Regions from separate parts of the Dromaius novaehollandiae genome. Here region 1 is linked to region 2. Evidence: chromatin contacts called from public Hi-C data. All regions are on one chromosome and are shown on one strand. The core of a region is the stretch at or near the end of the contact, and the rest is flanking DNA. Distances in the headings are between cores, read along the strand shown. Region 1 overlaps DCBLD1 (discoidin, CUB and LCCL domain containing 1). Region 2 holds the start of ROS1 (ROS proto-oncogene 1, receptor tyrosine kinase).

Region 1 (3,920 bases), core at 185-2,684, 66 kb before region 2:
TAAAGCTATTGAAACTAAAAGAAATAAGGAAATACTATTTAAAGTTGCATTTTGGGGGGGGGAGGGAGAAGCTTTAGTATCAAGTGTTGGAAAGGTACTTTCCAACAAGGTACTTGATGGACGAGCTAAAAAAAGATTGGAATCTATTTCCCAGGTTCAAGGAGATGAGAGCAAAGAACATCTTTGTATTTTTGCTGCGGTTGTTTGAAGAATTTTTTTTCTTTTTTTTCTTTCCTATAAGGCACCAGCTGGAAACTTAAGGTAAGCTGTCATTTTTTTTTTTCATTTCAGTTGTAGGTAGGGTACAACATCTTTTACACTTTCTTACCTCAAGAGCATTCTTCAATTTGCTTAGTTGCAGACTAATGTGCAGTTGCAGTGCATGACCCTGTTCCTAGCAAAGTCAAAGAGACTTAACATCTACTGCAGCTGGAACAGGTAGGCCCTTAGGGCTACAATCAGTTAATATTTAACCTTCTTATGAACTCTGGTTTGAGTTTACTGTTCCAGCCTCCTGGGAGTGTTTGCTAAGGAATGAGGTTTGGTACTGAAATGCTATTGCAAAGTCTCTTTTAACCAGAGGGTCAAATTCACAAAGAAGTTAGTTAGCCTCTTCTCTTAACACAATCTCTAGAGGCATTGGAGGGAGATCCAGAGCAAACGCAGCCCTTCCAAGTGTGTAAATACTTCAAAATGGGACACATTCTAACCTCCTTCGTGATCTTAGTAGCCAGTGATGCGAAGGAATTTTTTTTTTTTAAAGTTCAATGTTTGATAAGGCTGACAGTGTTATACCTGCAACTGGTTTTATCTGTGAGGACAAGTTGATGAAGATGGGCTAGACTTTGATTTCTGTGTGTGTTTGTGTAAAGCCATTCTAAGGAGGGGCATGAGAATAAGCCACCACTGGAAGACTGAGGCAGTCTCCTTTCCATGCTATTTCAGCATTTTTTATCCCCACCACTATCAAGATAGAGAGAACAGCCAGTACAGCTAGGATGTTTCCTTACTTTCCTGAATATCTGCTCTCAGGCCATTAAAAACTGCGTATTTCCAGGGCAGAGGTGGAGAAGCCCAATGCTTTTGCTGGTCACTCAGACTTGAATGATGAAGCACCATGGTAGTGACTAAAGCTGTGACTGCTTACAGGGCTCTTGTGCTGCATCCGTCCCTGTCAGCACCAAGTCACTGTAACACAAGGAGGGGGAGAGATTTGGGGATTTATTTTAAGCCATGTTTTTGCAGTTTTGCAGGGTTCTTTTGAGGGGGTGGCGAATGAAGGCAAGGTGCAATTTGAGACCCCACTTTTTATTGGGCTAAAACAGCTGTGTTGAGATGGATTTGAATGGCAGCAGAAAACAATCATGTGCCAAGAGCCCTCTGACACTTGAAAAGTAGCATACTGCAGATGCAGAAAGCATGTGGCTGAAGCATGCCAAAAGATTATAATAAAACAAGCCATGTCATCTGTTGCCTAATAGCCTTGTCCTGTTGCACTGCTGCAATATGTTGGTGCCTCATTAGCTAGGGAATAACTCTGATTACTGAGCTCTGCTTGTTTGTAAAGTGACAAGTCAGGCTAATTAGCTATGTGGGTGGAGTATTAGTGTCAGGCTCATCAGGAGGGCATCCTCATCCTTTCCTCAATTATATACATCCAGCAGCAGTTTGGCCACAGAATTTTGTTCTTGGGCACTTCTCCTGTAGAGATTATGGGCAGAAAAGTCAGGCTAAATGGGGCACCGAGATGATCTTTTTTTAGCCAGTCATACTGAGAACATAAATTGCAGCAGCACAGCGGGCACTTTTGCACAGCGTAAGGAACACTTCCTTCTCACCCTGCGGGATATGTGACAAGAGTGGGTGTGTGGTGATGATTAAAAAGTTACCAAGTTAAGCACCAGGCCTGTGTGACTGATTTACAAATACCAGTGTTCTTTATTTACATAGACATGTAAACAACAGAAGGTAAACAACACTGCCTGACTCAGTCTAACAAACAGGCTGCTGCTGTTTCACTTCAGAACCTGAGGTGTTTTATACATTTCACAGAAACTGTATTGACAGCAAACACAGGAAGGCTACAAGGTTACCTTGACTCTTTTTTCTTTGCACAGGAATCACATGCACTGCGCATCAGCATGAGAGAACTGCACAGTTCAGGCCACAAAACAAGCATATGCAAAGAACCCACTAAGAGCTTGTCTTAAGATCAGATATGGCTAGAATTAGCAATATTTGTAAATAGGATCACTACGACTATTCTGTACTCTTACAGCACTTTCCATCCAAGGATCTGAAAGTACTTTACAAAAAAAGAATCTTTGTTGCATCCTTTGCAAATTATCCCAGTTTACACACAAAGAAATGGAGGGCCTTGAGATAGTAAGTGACTTTCCCACGGATCAGATTTTACTGGTCTGGTTTCCCAACCTGTGCCTTAAATATAGCACCATTCTTCATCCCCAGAAGTGTATCACATCTTGATATCTTAGGACACACTTCCGAATACAAAGTAAGGCTCCAAGTGCTGCAGGGAGAATGGCAATGGACAGTTCCAGCCACTATGGGAAGCTGTTTAGCTTCAATGACACCTCTACTGAAAGAGGACCCAACTACTGTGCAACACGTTGCAGCTATCCCCACACTTTTTCAAGTTTGTCCAAAAAAAGAATTAAGGATCACATTCCCTGCAAAGGAGAAACCTATTTGAAAACAACTGTGCTGATCTGCTCTTTTGCAAATTTAAATGCTACAGTAAATCATATACACATTGTGCTTTACTTTGTCTAAATATTTCAAATAGAAACAATGCACTAAATTTGTAGGACAGAAAAATACCTAGTGGAGCAATGAAAAGTTTGGAACATGTGCTGCTGCGTGTCAAGGAGTAACTTCCTTATAGTCTAGCAGCAATAGCATCAGCTAGGGCTCGAACGGAATTTAATTCTCAGCTATAAATTTACACTTTGGTTCTGCACACATTTCTTGAAGATTAACAGGTGTTGATTTTCTTTTCTGTTGCAGATGTGTCTACAAAGTGATCACCATGGCTTTGAACCCAAAATGGGTTTCAGCCTTTTACCTGTCTTTAACGTGAACAGCAAATTAGACAGGCTCAGCTCATATGCCAGATTAAATTCAAGCATGTAAAAATTGCTGCTAAAAAGGCAGCTGGGAAGGTGGGTTTGAACACAGCATTTAAATGCTCAGCTGCCTTTTCTTGTGCACTTTATGCTTCAAGTAGTTTTATGTCTTCTACCCTCCTAAGAAGAAATATAATGATGCCCTGTCTTCAGTTAGTTATCAGAGGAAAGGCAATGAACCACCACAACCATAAGATACAAAATTTACAGCTGCCAGTACACCAGCAGATAAAATAAAGACAGAGGAGGAAACCTGTTTTTTTTTTTTTTTTTTTAAACAGGTCTTTCTGCAATAGCTTTTTTTTCTCCTTTCAGTTCCACAGGTGAAAAGGAAACTTAAGAAATTCTCCTTAAATAAAAGCTATGTACAAATTGCACACACTGCAAACAGAGCACTGAGATCAGTTACAGAAAATAAGATATACAGGCTTCAGTGATAACATCTCTCTTGCTATAAACAGTGATAAACAGCATATGCTTTCTTCAGATGTCAGAACCCAGCAAGACTGCAATATTATGTACACAGGCTTTGTTTGCCTTCTGCCTTCCACAGTAGACTCCTTTAAAACTCTATTTTCATTTCAGAAGCTGTACAGTAACATTCCTGTGCACCAAGTCTCTCTTGTTCAGTAGATCACAAGAGAGCTGTCATTGCTGTCTGGCTTCTTGGTTTTAGGCAGTCTCTAGGTGTTGAGTAACCCTCACTTCCTAGTGAATTAGTTTGAGGCTTCTGGTAGTCCGTACTATAGCTCACAGAGGTCAGAATACTGTTAA
Region 2 (3,836 bases), core at 94-2,593:
GGCAGTGTCCTCCTGGAGAGAAATAGCGACAAACGGACGGGGCAGTAACTCTCCCTGACTGACATAGCTGGAAGCCCACAGTCACTCTCGCCTAGGAGCTCTCTCAAGCAACAGCGAGGAGGCTGAGATGATGCACAAAGAGGCCCCCAAATGTGGAAGGAAAGGAAGGAGCCTGTTCCACAAAGCCCTTCCTTCCTCGGGCCGCCTGGTGCTATGTATCGATTGGCTCTTCCCAGCCCGGATCAACCTTTGCTCCTGCTTCTGTGCTGTCAGTTCCTTTCATCTACCACGCACTGGCATAGCAGCGCATGGGGGCTGCACCATGAACTGAATCAGAGAAACCAGCATTGGTTAATGCTGACTGATTTGTTCATGTTGTTACAGCATTAGTGTTAGCCAAATTCTCATCCTGGTTCATTGCATGGCCACATGAATGTTTGCTCTGCAAGACAGCGGGGCCTGGGAAGGTGATGGAATATTTAGGTTTGGGGGAAAGCAAGTCCCCTCTTTAAGTCGCAATGACAGGAAAGAGAAACTTAAACTGATCATCAAAATGCTATGTTATTTTTGCACACATATATATACTTTTATGTATGTATATATATTTTTAGAAGTTGGATTGATTTCCTGATCCTGTTCACAAAATGAACCTGTGGATAGCTCTGCCAGTACAGAGAAGTGTCACAGAGTGGGGGCTGAAGGGAGCTGCATATATCTTAAACTTGTATTGCCACTGAATCAACCTCCAACTTTAGCATATTTAGGACTCTTCACCTCCCTCTGAATCAAATATATGATTTATCTCTCGGCTTCAATTTTCTTTCATGGTATGGGCAAAAAGTTACCAGTGTAATTGTACCTGCTCATATAAAGACTCCCATGTATATTAGCCCTGGTTAGCCTGTGTCTACACTGCCTGAGGAGGTAAAGAGGGGTCTGCTTTGAGTGGTATTTTGGTGTTGGTGTGGAACATTTGGAAAAACATTTGGAAACAGTCATTAAAAATAGAATTAATTAACATTTTTGTGCTGAATGATATGGACTGTAGCTATGGTTGTTTGAACAAAGTTATTCTTCATTATGAATAAACTTTCTCAGTTGTAGCCACCTGAATATTTAGAAATAGCTTAATCATAGTAGAAATTAAGTTCAGGCAAGGTTTCTCCCACTGTTTCCCTCTTTCTTTGCTGTTTGCAACACCGGATTAAAAGCATTCCACTTAGTTTCCTCTTCATGTTAATGACATTTATGTAAGGAGATACGCTGATTTTCATTGGTCACCTCTTTTGTTTCAGTGGTTTAATAAGAAACTGTAAAATACACGTTGCGCAATTTCAAGACAAGTGCTCCAGGAAGCTGAAAAGTTATAGAAGGAATGGATTGTAAACAAGGATTTTAAAAATATTTAATAAATTGAAATGTAGAAATTTCACAGCTGGGTCTCCATCATCTAGACTTAAAGAAATTTGTATGGCTGAATGAAGAAAAGTATCAGGCTGCCAGATGAACTTGTTTAAGTTATGAGGAACATTTGCCTGTGGACTCTCCCGCTAAACAGACTTGCTGCTTTTTACTATGTATGGATTTCTGCAGTGTATTGTACTTCCTCACAAAATTGTCAAAACCTATGTACGAGTAACCTGGTAAGTTTTTAAAAAACATACGTAATTTTTTCAAACATATGTGGTTGTTAGCGTTGTCAGAATTTTCTTTTACAAATCAGGTTTCTGAAATTGTTTTTTAAAGAATGTATTTGAGTAAAAGCAGAGTTTGAGAAGTTATGTTTTACATTTGAATTCACAGAGCACCATGTAAGGAAAAAATCACATTAACCAGACTGCAAGGTTTTTGTTTTGTACTTTCTATTCCCACCGTTGCTGAAATTACTGTAAATGCTAAGATCCTAGATGGTGGAGGGCGAAGGCCTTTGTTCTTTCAGTATATTCACTTTACTTGTGGATTTCTGTCTGGTCTGTGACTTTTCTTATATAAAACTAGGAAAATTATAAATTCACAAGAAATTGGCTAGGGACCTGTGTCTTGCATAAATATCCTGAACTGGTTCTAGCTTCTCTTTTAAATTGTCCATGCTTTTAACTGTGGCTATATCTTTAAGAAGAAAAGAAAGTTGTTGGAGCCTTGATGTTGTGCTTTCTTAGTGTTCCTTTGAGTAGTGGAGTGGAATTTATTATTTTTCCTTCTACTGATGCATAACAAAGATAAGCAAAAACTCTGAAATCCAAATAATAATTCTGCTTCAGACTTTCAGAAGTTACCTGCTTGTTTTTATTTGCCCTAGATGTTGATGTTGTCTAGAAGACCATGTACCTTTACTCTGTGAAAAGGACATTTTGTGCCCTGGGGCTAATGAACTCTGTAAAGCTACTGCAAAGGACTATCACCTGCTCTATTTTATTTCATACATTTGTCTGACAGTTCCTTTAAAACTGCTTCTGAGCCACAGTCAACTCTGGCACCAGTGAAAGAGCTAATTGCCATCCCTGATCGGAGCCTAGCATGCAAGGATAGCTTTAAAGGGGATTCTTTGTTTTAAGCTTAAATTAATTTAGAAGAAGAAATGCTTTGCTCTTCCTATCAGCTTTGAAACACAGGCAAATAGTATTCCTGTTCAGTAAACATGAGGAAAAGATAATCTTGGAGCTGAGAGTTGTAAATCTCCTTTTTCTCCTCCAAATATACTTGTGTGTTCGCATTTGCTTTGTGACAGCTGTGTGTGAGGCCGGGGTTCGTCGCTGTTGTCATGTTATGCCCTGTGTGCTGAAAATTTCTTCCCGAGAGTTGCCTTGTTCAGGATGTTCTTACCTGCTTGCAGGACCAAACTTAAGAAAGACCTAACATCCAGCTTCTCAGGGGCTGTTAGATACATCCCCAAATCATTTGCACTTCACAGGAGGTGACTGGTTTTACACACTTTGAATGATGATGTGAAAGAATAGGCACCTTAGCTCTGCAGTACTTTTAGCAAGAGAAGGCAGCCATGTCACCATATGGCTGCATAAATCCCCTTCAAAAGGAGGCCAGACAAAAGGCATTTAGCTTAAAAGAAAATCTTTCTGCTCCTAAGAGGTCAAACCACTTGGCTTTGTCATTTATGCCCAATATATTTATGAAGCATTTGTGATCAGTGAACCAGAATCAGGAGATTAGGGCCAAATTCCTACCTGAGATAATTTAATTAATGCCAGCTGATTCTGTCAACTTCTTTGTTTTGATGGTACTCTCAAATTATTCTCAAGTAAGAAGCTACTGGTGTGTCACTAATAAATTTCTTCATATGAGGGAACATTAGCCAAGGAAAATTTGTTATGCAAGGAACTGATGTTTTAATATATTTTAATCAAAGAGTTTTGGAAAAACATTTTGACTCTTTGTAAAAATATAAATATTTCTCTTACAGGAAGGAGAACTTGCAATTAATAATCTTTGCAATGTTAGTGACATCACTGGAGCAGTGAGTAGTGGTTTGCTTTGTTAATTACTAATAGTTTACGTCATTGCTATTTGAATAAGCTGGGTTCAATGATCATATTGTCAAAATCTTTATGTAAATGTGTACAGCTCTGTCTGGCATAAGTCATTAAGTTGTATGCTTAGATTTGGCTCAAATTATCAAACAGACAACTCCCTTCTTTGTTTAAAGAAAGCCTTGGGTAATAGTGTTGGTCTCTGCTGTCAGTTCTGTTGAGATTTGTGATCTTCAAAATTCACAATTCAGTCATTTTTGAGAAAGTGGGTCAAAACCAGCGTTCCCTCCAAAATGCAAATCATGAACACTGTTGTATTTGGTTGGCCTTGTACAAGGAAGTATTGTTTAT

What was found. A called contact is a pair of places that touch in the nucleus more often than the background predicts.
Region 1: a Hi-C map of brain shows a contact between it and region 2, with 5 times the contacts expected there. The contact joins the enhancer-like site here to the promoter of ROS1 in region 2. A contact is called at or near these places in 3 of 4 Hi-C or Micro-C datasets (brain, liver and ovary).

What each region holds. Positions count from the first base shown.
Region 1 is chr3:55,154,320-55,158,239 of bDroNov1.hap1, reverse strand. It overlaps DCBLD1 (discoidin, CUB and LCCL domain containing 1), which reads right to left. Exons shown (of 15, transcript XM_026123526.2): 15 at 1,916-3,920. The coding sequence ends at 3,781. Among named protein-coding and RNA genes, the nearest start is that of GOPC, 39 kb to the left of the region's middle. Within about 2 kb of position 1,434, at least 1 of the 2 cell types and tissues checked has open chromatin away from gene starts, as enhancers often do.
Region 2 is chr3:55,088,073-55,091,908 of bDroNov1.hap1, reverse strand. It overlaps ROS1 (ROS proto-oncogene 1, receptor tyrosine kinase), which reads left to right and starts at 1,343. Exons shown (of 44, transcript XM_064508916.1): 1 at 1,343-1,643; 2 at 3,419-3,472. The coding sequence starts at 1,521.